Linked DNA regions of Hordeum vulgare: region 1 is linked to region 2. Evidence: chromatin contacts called from public Hi-C data. All regions are on one chromosome and are shown on one strand. Each heading gives the region's core, a stretch centred on a gene start, on an enhancer-like site or on the middle of the called end of the contact. The rest is flanking DNA. Distances are from core to core; before and after follow the strand shown.

What was found. A called contact is a pair of places that touch in the nucleus more often than the background predicts.
Region 1: a Hi-C map of leaf shows a contact between it and region 2, with 2.4 times the contacts expected there. The contact joins the promoter of LOC123442895 here to the promoter of LOC123442894 in region 2. A contact is called at or near these places in 2 of 6 Hi-C or Micro-C datasets (leaf and seedling).

Annotation. Positions count from the first base shown.
Region 1 is chr3H:43,892,800-43,899,799 of MorexV3_pseudomolecules_assembly, forward strand. It overlaps LOC123442895, which reads left to right and starts at 5,305. Exons shown (of 10, transcript XM_045119075.1): 1 at 5,305-6,211; 2 at 6,524-6,616; 3 at 6,952-7,000.
Region 2 is chr3H:43,638,582-43,645,173 of MorexV3_pseudomolecules_assembly, forward strand. It overlaps LOC123442894, which reads left to right and starts at 3,688. Exons shown (of 11, transcript XM_045119071.1): 1 at 3,688-4,364; 2 at 4,446-4,628; 3 at 5,259-5,368; 4 at 6,017-6,125; 5 at 6,239-6,394. The coding sequence starts at 3,765. LOC123442893 (protein ALWAYS EARLY 3-like) reads right to left here and starts at 603. Exons shown (of 16, transcript XM_045119070.1): 1 at 364-603.

The DNA of each region.
Region 1 (7,000 bases), core at 4,055-6,554, 260 kb after region 2:
GATAAGGTTTCGGGGCCACCTGCGAGCGTCCCAGTCGGAACCTTACTTAAATCTCGGCGGCGAGGGTTTTTCGTTACGCTCGCCGAATCTCTTGCCTTCGCTTGCTCCGTCCTTCTCGCCACCTCCAGCACCTCTACACTCCTTCCTCCTCCTTCCTCCCGCGGATTCGCAGCTTCCGCCATGACCAAGGGTCAGACCAGCAAGATGGAGGCGAGGAAGAAGAAGGGGAAGGCGGCGGCTCCTGCTCAGCGGCGGCAGCGGCCGCTGCCGGCGGGGTGGATTCAAGGCAACTTCCTCCCCTCCATGGTGACAGAGGGGGATCTGCTGCAGCTGGTGGAGCACGGGATGATCGTGCACAAGTCTTGGAGGCTGCCAGCGGAGAACGAGGTCGAGCCGGCGCCCCGGGAGGGGGAGCGCGTCCTGCTGCTCAGCCATGTCTATCGAGGTTTTTCCTTGCCCACGCATCCTTTCTTCAAGGGCATTATGAATCACTTCGGGGCACAGCTTCACCACTTTCCCCCGAACGCTATTGCTCATCTCTCTGCCTTCATAGTTCCGTGCGAGTGTTTCATTGGCTGTCCTCCCCATTGGGGGCTGTTCAAGCACATATTCTCTGCTAGATCCCAAACCATCAAACGACTCAGCCAGTCGGATGATAAGACACATCTTCTCCAGATCTGGGGGGCTTAGGTTTCCAGAAAAAGAGTCGGAGTAGTTATCCTGCCCTTCAGCTAAGTGAGTCGGTCAGGAACTGGCAGTCGACGTGGTTCTACTGCCAGGACGTTGCCAGTCCGAATGCCGCGACAGGGCTGCCTCCCTTTAGCTTAGATCGGCCCGCTCCGCCTAAGCAGCTCGCGCTCACGAAGGCGGAGAAGAACGACATCCAGCCTCTGGTCGAGGCACTCGTAGATGTCGTTAGAAGGGGGGTCACCGACATAGACTTGCTGGAGGTCTTCCTCGGTCGGCACATCCAACCCCTGCAGGCTCGCGACCACGCCATGTGGCATTACACGGGGCCCGAGGATTCTACTCGGACCATCGTTGTGGGCGTGAACCTCGTGGGTGCTCCAGATCACAGGCCCCTGCGAGAATCCTAAAGGATACCGGCGAGTGAAGCCTTTCCGCGCGGATAATCCTCCTCCGAATCAGGTGAGTGACATTTGCCGAGTGCGCGTAACTGTCTTAATCTTATCGTTTGCTTGAATCTCTGTGTGACGTCTGATGCCGCCGACTGAATTTTATGCAGAAGTGGACCAACTGGTTTTCTCCCGTCTCGAACGGGAACCCGGCCGAGGAGGAGGAGGAAGGCAGCATGGAGAGCGCTGAGTATGTCTCCGACAGCGGGGAATCGGAGGAGGAGACTAGCGAGGAAGAGGAGGAAGACGAAGAGCAGGACTCGCCGCCTCCGCAGTTAGAGCATCGGACCAAGCGGCGACACGATCCTGCTATTCCCTTGGTCCCTCCGGCATCTTCGAGTGCTCCGCCCACTGCCCCCGTGGTCCCGAGTGCTCGGAGCACCAAGAGGGCCAGGGATGTTGCTGCTGAGCCTGCGGGTCAGTCTTCCAAGGCGTCCAAACCGAGTGGGTCTAAGCCTCGGAAGGCTCTGTCGCGGATGAGGGTTGCTGTCCCCGTCACCTCCACGTAAGCGCATCGATCTTCTAATTTCTTCTGATATTCGAGTGTACTCTTGTTTATTGGTCGAATAGATTTCACTCATCAGAGTTGCTACCTCCGCCACCTGTCCGGCGTGCCAGGAGGACGACCCCATGGACACGGACAACGTCGTCTCGTCCCAGTCAGGTGCGTTGTAGTGACTCCGAGAGTTTTATACTATCGCGTCGCGAATTCTATCATAGGTCTTGCCTCTTTCTTTTTCTGAGATCTCGCGCCGTTCGGTCTATCAGGGGCGATTTGCATGGACGAGGGTGACCAGGGGAGAGCTGAACAAGCTGCTCCGCCTGTTCTTGAGGCTGCTCCGCCTGTTACTGCTCTCGCCGCAGACGTGCTGCCGACTGAGGCGCTGCCGCCGACTGAACCGGCGCTGGTGGTTGAGGAGTCGACCGGAGCGGACCTTGGGATGCCTCAGGAACTTCCGACGATGCCAGGTTCGTCGAATGTCGAGTTCAACATCCAGTGTCTCCCAGAGGAGCAGGTGGGAGCGGCCAAGGGAGCCATGGTGCAGGCGGAGCTGATGGCTGAAGAAGCCAAGAAGGCCTACGACTCCGTCGCATCCTTGTACCAGCGGAGCTTGGAGCTGCAGGATGATATCCGAGTAAGTGGGCTAGTAAGTATTTACTTTTCTCTTGTAACCCACTGGGTGTTCTTAGATAGCATCTGTTTGTTTGCAATGGGTTCACTCTGAGTGAACCCAGTGGGTGTAGTCCCCGAGACTTCTGTCGAGTGCTTGCACCGGCAGTTGTCTTTATACATATTGTCTTTGCTTTGGTCAGGTCTGTAAATAATTTGACCGACTGCAAACAGTTGTGGCACTCGGGGTGCACTTACTGTAAGAGTCCCCGAGAGTAATATGTACTCAGGTCGGGTAGTATTAGCCTCGTAGGCGTAGGTGGTAACATGTATCTCAATAGGGCGGGCCTGCTTGAGTTGCATGCCAGTGGGGTCACTCTTAGTGAACCCACTGGGTGTAGTCCCCAAGACCGCTGTCGACTGCTTGCGTCGGCAGGGGTCCGAAGAACTTAGACTTTTATTGTTGAATTTTCTGATTGTCCCTTGGTGTTGGCTAGCAGAAAACTTGTGAAATGGGGACAACCTATGAGACTCTCACGGCGGAGAGGAATCAGTTCGCTGGTGAGCTTGATGCGGCGCTGCTTGCAATGGCTGGCATGAAGGATGCTCTGGCTGGACGAGAGAAGTCATTGGAGCAGGCTCGTGAAGAGAACAAAGTGCTGACTGAGGAAGTTGAGAAGATGGGGAAACAGAGGACTGCTCTGATGGGACAGATGGACGTGCTGAACAAACGATGCATAGCTCAGGAGAAATACGTCAGCGACTGGGCTCGGCAGATGATGACGCGTCTGGCTGGTAAGTCATGTTTTTTCCGAGTGCTTGTGGTATGTGCGTCACACTCGGCGCTTATTGTTTGCGTGTCCTTCTGTTGCAGATTTTTGCATTGATGCTGAAGTTGAAGCAGCTGACGTGGAGCGGTCGATTCGCGATAACGTTCCACGCGGCGAAGACGCCAATCGGGATCTGCTCCGGGCGCACATCCGCGTGGGCAAAGTTGGCCCTTTCATCGGTCGACTGAGAGAAGTCGTCGGCCGAATTGACAAGGAGCTTTGGCCAGAAGATGAGTCGCGGCAGGAGATGGAGAACTTGATGACTCGACTGGAGGAGATTCCGAACTGAGTGCAGTCATGGAAGAAATCTGCAGCTCGTTGTGGTGCAGATGTTGCTCTGTCCCTGGTCCGAGTTCATTGCAAGGAGGTGCGCGAGGAGAAGCTGAAGACATTGAAGGTCGCCAACATGAAGAAACTTCGATTCGAAGACTTCATGGAAACTTTCCTTGAGAGAGCCACCCGCATCGCCGACGATATTGATCTGGACACGTTCGTAGAACCCTCCAGTCCTGGCGCTAATCCAGATGATGCGTAAGAAGACTTTTATCCTCGGTATGCCGAGTGCTGATCTGTAAGGAACTTTGGCAACTGCTGTTGGCCGTCATATGCTTGGATCGGTGCGGGTAAGCTTGATCCGCACCGAGTGAACTGTCTTTGTTGGAACTTTTGAATCTGAATCAAATCGTTTGCTCTTGTGTTGCAATTTTGATTCGAATTTTTTGTTTGGCGTTTCTGGGTGAAGCCAATGGCAAACATGCGTAGCACGTAAGTGTTACTCATGTATTTAGGCGATTCTGTATCGCAGCTAAATCTCCGAGTGTATGCTTGGAGAAAGTTGATACTTAGGCGATTCTTGATCGCATCTAAGTCTCGGAGTGTGGCGTGAAGTGCACACTCTAAGAAAGTTAAAACTTAGGCGATTCTTGATCACAGCTAAGTCCCCGGGTGCGGCGTTTAGTGCACAGTCGGAGAAATTTATTACTTAGGTGATTCTTGATCACAGCTAAGTCTCCGAATGCGACGTTTAGTGCACACTCGGAAAAATTTATTACTTAGGTGATTCTTGATCACAACTAAGTCCCTGAGTGCGACGTTTAGTGCACACTCGAAAAAAGTTATTACTTAGGTGATTCTTGATCACAGCTAAGTCCCCGAGTGCGACGTTTAGTGCACACTCGGAAAAACGGAGGAAGTAATATATACAATGATTTAGTGTTCTCCTTCCGTCAAATAACTGACATGTATTTACATAATTTGTATTTTAAGTTTTATAATATGAATGAGGCATATTTTACTAACAAAAAGCTGACATGTACAATGATTTAATGTTCTTCTTTCGCCAAATAGCAGCGGATATGGCTATATGATGAATTTTGATTTGTGCACATCCGGACTCCCTGCAAAGTTTTTGTAAGTTTGCTTTTAGGAATTAGAGCAACTCCAGCGGAACGACTTATTTCATCCGTCGTTGTTTGTTTGGGTCTGTATGTACAAATGTGATGACCCAACGCATGAATTCATTGTCAAAACATGCCCGTTTCGCGTCCGCGTCGATCCATTCCCAACCCAAATTTGAAATTGAAATGCGTCGACCCGTACGCGTGACCTTTCGGTATCCGTCCTATCCACACCCGCCGGTCGTTTAACTACCCGTGATCAACTTAATTAATGACAGCCACCCTTCGCAGGCCCGTGCGTTCGCGACCGTGGCCGACCTTTTTTAATCCGAGCGTGCGGTGGGGTTCGGTCTCATCTGCTTCCAGACCCCGTCCCCATCTCGCCACCTATCTGCTCCCTCGTTCGCGACTAACCCTAGCCAGCAGCCATGGTCGGCTCCACCCAAAACAAGGGCAAGCCTCCTGTCGTCTATCCCCGCTCGATGTGTCCGGAGGAGGTCGCCTACCTCCAACATAGGAGGGCGCTGCGCCTGACGGAGGAGCGTGCTCGTGCTGTGCTACTGTTGTCATTGTCGTCACCAGCACTACCCGCACCGGCACAATCTGACCTTACCGGACCCGACGCCGACGACGAGGACGCCTAGGATAGCGCGCCGTATTTTTTTTACGCGCCGTTAAATAAATCGGACCAGCGTTAGATGCATGGATCGACCCAAATGCAGAAATCGGACGTCCACATCCGTCGGACAAAAGTGTCATACATTTGGGTCGGTCGATTGGAGTTGGTAGCCGGACGCGTCGGTATGCAAAAAATGATTCGGACACCGCGGACCTCTGTTGTCCATTTGCGACACGGGTGTCTCCAACGGTCCAACCCCGCCGGCCGCCGCCGCCACACCGCGCAGCGCTGATTTGGGCGCCTGCTCGCCGCCTCGAGCCGCCGCAGCATCGTCCTGTCCATCGCCTTCAGCCGCGATACCTCCTCCGGTACTCCCGCCGTCCTCCTCTTTCTACCATGCCTCGAACCGCCACACACCCGCCGTCGCGGCGAGCTCCAGCCGTCTCCGGGATGCCCTCAAGAAGACCTCCTCCTCCCGCTGCGCCCGCGAAGCGCGGAATCGAGGATTTGGTGAAGCGAGGGTGTTGCTGAACGGGCCCCTAGGTCTTGCCGCCGGCCGCCCTCGCCCTCGCCATGGACGGTCATGGAGATCCCCACCACAGGCGTCACCCTCAAACTCCTGCCCCTACCGACTCTCGATACCCCCAGTTTGAGGAGCAAGGTACTCCCCGCAGTCATGAACCGCCGACGAAATTGACAGCGGAGAAGGAAGCGAGGAGGCAAGCTAAGATGCGAGGAGGCCGTAGATCTGGAGCTGGAGCAGGGAGCCAGCCAGCTACAGACGGAGGACCTCCCTGAAACCACACTAGGTTCCCCCGTCGGCCACACCATGGGAAGCCATGGCCACCCTGAAACTCCTCGTGACATTCAACACAGCGAGGTGCAAGCTCACGATCAGTGGCAAAGCGGGAACCTTAATCAAGGGGGGCCAAAAGGGATCACATACAAGATATAAAGACGAAGATTCGAGAAACCGGGGGATTAGAAGAGGTATTAGGATTAGGAGGATGGAAAATTTTGCCTCAAAGGGCGGTCCAGTGCCCGAGTTTGTCACGCCCAAGCTCCGCCGCTGCTCCTGACGAGTCTCGTAGGGAAGACTCTTCGACAGATACTGCTGTGTGAGCTTTTCCCCCTTGCCCCTTTTACGAGCAGCTAACTATTGCCATTCAAAAGAGAAACTTTGATCATAAGAGCAATACAACACCAGCTTAGACATGATTTTCTTTTAGTTATGATGATTATATGCCGACATAGAAAAGGTTTTGGCCAGTACCAATATACGGTGGTCTCTTTCTCATATATGTATTACATCAGTGGGTTAAAAATACATACCAATCGCAGTTTCTATAATTACGGGATGGTGATAACATACCAACTATGCAGCAATAAGATCTTAGCAAACCTAACTTCAGATCTTTCAACCTTTGCAGCTTGCCCGCAGCCACGAGAGGACGTATCCGCCAGAGCCTTCTCTATTCAGCTCGCCCCAGGCGATCCAGGAGACCTACATCAGATAAGCTACCGTAAGTGTGACTCTAGCTGCCGTCTTCTCTGTTTCCATTATGGTTACCTACCGCACATGTGCCTATTACCAGTCCGTAACATATTAGCTATTTAAAATACTCCCTCCGTCCGGAATTACTTGTCGCTGGAATGGATAAAAAATGGATGTATTTAGAACTAAAATACGTCTATATACATCTGTTTCTTTGACAAGTAATTCGGGACAGAAGGAGTATTTATTACACTAGCCTTCAGTCCTTGTAGATAAACTAGAATGCCATGGTCATTATTGCAGCACCTCCCGTCATATCTTATCAGTGATGAGTGAGCGTATTCCCGTGCTTGTTTTGGTTAGGGTTGAGGAGCATGCGGGTGAGGTAAGCAGCAGGGAGTTTGAAGCCCTG
Region 2 (6,592 bases), core at 2,438-4,937:
GCACACATCTGCTCGTAGAGAAGAGACCATCTAAAACGTGCAAGTCAGAGCCCCGCAAAATTCCCCATCGCGTCTTCCCCAAGAGCAGCCCAAAAACGCCCCCACAGACCTCCCAGACGCGACCGAACCACCGAGAGAGAGAGAGAGAGAGAGAGGAGAAATCCGTGAAGGATGAAGCGAAAACACGCCAGGATATGACGAACCGAACAGCAAAAACACGACAGATTGCCCGCAAAATCGCCCCAAAGCCCACGGCGGAAATCCCAGCCGGGAAGCCTCGGCCGCCGACGGAAAACCCATCTCACCGGAGATTACGCCGACACCCTGCGAAATTCAACCAACCAATCCGCGGGCGAAGCTCACCTGCCTCGGATCTGGGGAGAAGCGCGCCCGGGCAGCGCCTCACGCGCAGCTCGGACGCCCCTGCACCGCGCGCGTGGACGACGACCGACGGCCGGGGACGTAGCGCCTGCTGCCCTCGGCCTCGCCGCGTCCACCGGGGAGGAGACGCGCCGCTGGGGGTCCCCGCGGCGGAGGCTGATCGGGGGCGAGGGAGGAGGCGGCGAGTGGGCGAGGTGGTCGGTTGTGTTTGCCTGTGGGGAAGGCTTGGCTTGGCTTGGCGGGCGCAGGATACAAGTAGAGGAGGAGGAGCCGAGCAGGGAAGGGAAGCCCGGGTGGGAGGGCGGATGTGCGAGGTGGGTGGGGCTTCGGGGGGGTAAACGCAAGTTTGCCCGTTTGAAAATTAGGGTCTGCGACGGAAGTGCTTGTTGTTTCGGTTTCAGGGACGCCGTGCGGCCTGGGCCTTGTTGGGCCGCCGCTTCGGCTTCGAAGGTGTGTTTTGGTTGGTGGGGAAGAAAGAAAAACACATGGCAATTGTTTTTTTTTTTGCAGCGATGCCCCCATGCTAGATGGTTATTATGTTACGTGGAAAGTTTGAGGACGCGTTTGGTTCTTGGCCGAATAGAGTTTGCCGCGCTTTTTCTAGCGCTAAACCGCGGGAAGCCGCACGACGTTTCAAAGACAATTCCGTTGCCAGAGCCGTTACATGGTTTTGAAAATACGAGAGTATACAACAATGTGAGGAAGTGGTCTAATAAAGTATGACACATTCGCGACAATGACCCATAAAACAAACAATGCTCAGCCAATGCGTGTGGCAAAGTAAAACATGACTATAGACCAAATGTGTCCTACAATTCAAGAGGTTGTGTAAAAACTACAAACTTATTACGTTATTAGGACATTGAGTTGGGATTCAAACACTTCCTAAAACTTCATCGACATGGGGGAGCCATTCCTCTTTTCTCACTTATCTATCTTCTCTTGCGTTTGAGTTTTCTTTCCTCGTTTCCTCAACATGCTCCTCCTCCTCTCTTCCATGTTGGCTTCGTCGACCGACGAGGAGGCGGGAGAGGGGATCAATCCCCTGACCCCGCCATGCCTATACTCACCATGTTTTCTGCATCCCAAGTGGTTGTGTTTTACCTATCTCAAATAATGAACCGGATCGTGTATCTTTCTTCCTTCCTCCACTCATCTCATCCATGGTGGTTGGAGAAGGATTCGGCAAGGCCGGGAGGAAGCAGATCCGGGCCCTGCGCCGGGCTTGGGTTGGTGTTGTTGTTGATTCTCATATTCGTATTCATGTTCTCTGCAATCTGAATGTCATCGTGGTGGTAGCATTTTCGGAGGTGGAGAGTTACTGGGTCTGAGGCCTAACTTCATGTTCTTTTCTTTCTTATCCCTTTTATCCCCTATCCTTTTCTCCAATTAGGTTCATGTATGTTGCTAGCCTCTTAGCTACATCTCTCTAGCATCTATCATGTTATGTTCTCTCACTACTCCCCTTGAGATCCAACAAGGATGGCTTGAGACCCTTTGGATGATTTCCTTTATTATTACATGGCTTAGGGCTCGGTCCCTCCCATCGATATTTTCTTCACCATCTTATGTGTTGGGAAGAGGCCATCTTTCTCCCATATATTTGCATCTGACCTGGGGGCCCCGCGGATGAGGTTCATCGGGGGCGAGGGAGGAGGAGGCGATGGTGGTGAGATTGTCGATTGTGGTCCATGCGGCTTGACGGGTGTAGGATACAAGAAGAAGAGGGGGCATGAGGAGGCGAGCAGGGAAGGGCGGGTGTGAGGGTGGATATGCGAGGTGGGTAAGGTTCCGTGGGGTAAATGTAAGTGTGTCCATTTAAAAACTAGGGGCGGGAATGGAGGTCTTGTTTTAGTTTCGGGAACACTTGTTGGGTCGTCGTATTGCCTTCGGAGGGTCTGGTGGGGAGCAAGCACAAGGCGATCTGTGTATATTTTCTTTTTGCAGTGATGCCCTCGTGCTAGATGGTTATTATGTTACTTGGGAATTTGGGGGGCATATTTGGTTCATGGCCGAGCAAAGCTTTCCCGCGCTTTCTACCACTATAAAGCGCGACAAGCTATATAACGTTCCATTAATATTTCAGTTATTAGTATCCGTTACATTGTTTGAAAGAATGACGTGCCTATGCCAAAGTGAGGCAATATGCTAATAAAGTGTGACACGTGACGACAAAACCAGGGAACAACTAGTAACAGTAGATATCCCTTAAATGTATGGGCGAATAAGACATGGGTAGAACCAAACATGCAATACGATTCATGAAGCTATAATAATCTCTGGAATAATTTGATTAGCAAAGCCGTTACAAAGTTTTAAAAAATGGCGGGTATATTGCAACGTTAGGGCGGGCTTCTAATGAAGTGTGACATGTTTTAAAAAACATTGAAACAAACAATAGCTCTAGGTGCAAACCAGATGTGTGGCAAAGTAAACTATGAGTACATATCAAGATGTGTCCTACATTTGAAGAGGCTACCACAATGGACGACATTTGTGGATCTGCAAAGAACTCATCTGAATGGTAGGGGAAAGGCATCCACTTGGAAAAACTCATCTGAGTGGAGCTTGGGGAAGGATACAACCACTTCCATCGCCGAAGGGCAAAGAAAATCGAAGGCTAGCGCTTAAGGATGTTGTGGGAGGAAGATGGAGGTGCTACTCTTAGTCGGTAGGTGAAGGAGGTTGAGGCGTGCGCCGTCGCCTCTCGATCGGTCAATCGAGAGAGAGAGATATAGAGATAGATAAAGTGAGGGAGAGAGAAAGAGAGAGAGAGAGAGAGAGGGGGCGAGCGAGCGAGAGAGGGAGGGAGGGAGAGTGAGAGGAGACCCGATGGTTCTCTTTGACCTCTAGAGACGTGGACCCCCCTCCCCTGTTAACGCGTATCGGGCCGAAAAACCATCAACAACCAAATGCGTTGACGGGTTTCCTTTTACTAGTGGGTTCCGCATCATGGGTTGTAAGGGGGGGGGGAGGGGAAGCTACCGGGCTACATAACGGGCCCTAATTGATATTGGGTTTTCAAACTGATCTTAACTCTTCCATATCCTACTAGGTTATCAAATAAAATATGTTTTTATAGTAAGCTAATAAATGTCAATTCAATCAGCAAATCCATCTTTAGCATGCAATTGCTGGATCGTATTAATTCACTAGAATATTAATGCAACCCGGCAATTACATAGCTTTTGGGTAGTGCACAACTTTCCCAAAAATGATCAGATATTGTGATTCTGAAGGGTCCGCACTGCAAATTGCCCACCGGTGTGGTGGTTTGCTAACTGAACAGTGGGCCCGTCGTGACAGAGTGGTTACCACCATCCTCGGCCGCGCCATCTCCACCGTCCGCCGTCAATCCTCACCGCGCCACACCCACCGCCCAGATGGCCGCCGCCGGCGCCTTCTCCCCCCTCTCCGGCACCCTCCTCCGCCGCCGCATACCCCTCCACCATCACCGCCGTTTCCTCTCCATCGCGGCCGCTGCCTCGGAAGCCCCCGCGCCTGCTCCCACCCCGTCCCAGCCGCCACCGCCGCCGCCGCGTCCACGCGGGAAGGGGTACTTCCCCAAGAAGAACGAGATCCTCGAGCTTACCTGCGAGGGGCTCGCCTTCAAGGGGAAGGGCGTCTGCAAGGTCGACGGCTCCTCCTTCGTCCTGCTCTGCGACGGCGCTCTCCCCGGCGAGCGCCTCGTCGCCCGCGTCCGTCGGCTCCGCCGCGGCGCCTTCGCCGAGGCCGCCAAGCTCAAGACCCTCTCGCCGCACCACGACGCCGTCGAGGCCCCCTGCCCCCTCGCCGCCGACTGTGGCGGCTGCAAGAGCCAGTCCCTCGCCTACTCTGCGCAAATCCACCACAAGTACGTTCAGGTCCGCGACTTGCTGGTAAATTTCGGCAAGTTTGATCCCAGGAAGTTGGAGAGCTCGGATTCCGATGCCATACTCAAGCCCATCGTGCCGTGCGACGAGATTTTTCGGTACAGGAACAAGGTGAGGTTTGGGTTTGGGCCTTTGGGGGTTTAGGAAGGGTTTGGGGTGTGGGTGGTGATGCATTTGCTGCCATGTTTGTAGATGGAGTTCTCGTTTGGGACGAAGAGGTGGATGAAAAGGGAGTGGAAGGAGGAGAAAGAGGAGGTGTCAAAGGGGGAAGAGCTGGAGACTGATGGTTATTCGCTTGGCCTGCATGCACCGGGGTTCTTTGACAAGGTGCTTCATGTCGAGACGTGCTTGCTGCATAGTGATCCGGCAGATAAGGTAATGAACTGGTTGATGAGAATGCACTGGATTTGCTTCCTGAAAAAAGAGTATCAAATTCAGTGTGTCAGTACCAACTTTTTTTTTTTTTTTGATTGGTTGTTGATGTCGGATGGTAGAGATATATAACTTATATTGTTAGCTTGGTGGTAGCATCATACATACTGTTCCGGTTGATTAGCTTGACACTCTAAAGCTAGGCTTTTAATTCTCTGAATGTAAGTAATGTATTGCTATATCAGATAAAATACACACATGCATTGCTAAGATGATTTTGCTTACATACTGAAGTATATTTCTTAGATCTATCTGTTCAACTCTTAGGATCATTCTTCACTTGAAGTCTACTATGCTGATTGTGTCAAAGCTAGACTGTTTGTGCCATATTTGCAATGCAAATGCTATGTTGCTGGGGAATTACTGAGCTTGGCTATATTTCTGGGACCATCATGTTACCTGGTGGTGGTAGCGGTCTGGTGTAGTTTGGTTTGATTTTGTTTGTTCGTTCACTTTCTTTTGGGTGTGTGATTATGTTATCGTACTATCGTTGAATTGGTGAGCACATAGCATATTCGTTCTTGATGTTTGATTACAGGGAATGTTGAATTGATTAATTGCTAATTTCCATAGGTTCTTGCAGTTGTTCAAGGAAGTTGGACGGATCCGGCTCTTGGCCTCACGCCTTACGATGTCTACAAGCACACTGGGTTTCTCAAGCATTTAATGATACGAACGGGAAGGTATAGTGACCCATCTGATTGTTTTTTCCCCCACTTGATTCAACAGTAATGCAGCTGATGATGTATATCTCACTTTCCATGAATCCGGATGTGCATTTCTGATTCGTAGTATGTCATCATATCTACTCCCTCCGTTCCTAAATATAAGTCTTTTTAGAGTTTTCACTAGAGGACTACATACGAATGTATATACACACACTTTAAAGTATAGATTCACTCATTTTATTTTGTATGTAGTCCCTTTGTGGAATCTCTAAAAAGTCTTATATTTAGGAACAGAGGGAGTACTGTTTACTGCATGCAAATTTCATGCTTGGTATAGTTCCAGACATACTAATATTATTGCTACTCAAATAAACAGAATGGTACTAATACAATGCACTCAAATAAACTAGTATACAATAACAAATTAAATTGATAAACTGTGAATTACGTTTTTATCTTTGGCCTCATTAGCTGCTTGGCCATATATTGATATCTAGAAAGGCATTATTTACAAATCTTCCAGTTAAGAAAGTATAGTTGTTAAGGCAGGGACAGGTCATGTTGTTTCCCACCAAACAAAGTCGCCATTCAACCTTTTTGTTACTTTTTGAACAATCTTTTTGTCTGATGGATGCTTTAAAGACTCCATTTTTTTTATTTCAGAAATGTCAGCACTGGAGCTCCAGAAGTGATGGTCAATTTTGTGACATCATGTTATAAACCTGAGCTACTGGTTCCTCTTGTGGATAGAATCACAAAAATATCTGAAGTGGTACATAATTGAATCTTTCCTGACATGTTGTTTAATCTACTTTGCTAATCATATATCTCAGTAGAACTCTTTTATGCCACACCGGTATTGATATGCATCTACTGCTAATGTAGGTAAGTGTTGTAAATAACGTGAATACATCTGTTGGCAATACATCCGTGGGTGAACAAGAATATACCTTGTACGGGAAACCAACCATTACAGAGATGTTGAGAGGACTTACATTCCAGATATCTGCCAACTCCTTTTTCCAGACTAATACAAAACAGGTTTGTTTATGTTATAAATGCATGATCAGAGCATGGTAGCATATTTTTCCAGTCACCATTGCAGCATGTCATGTCATGTCATGTCATGTGTCTCCTATGTTTTTTTGCCGTTTAGTTCAATGGAAGCATGCAAATAGCTTTTGAAAAATAGCATACCCTGAGGAGGTGGCACATTTACTCAGCTGAAGAAACTACGTA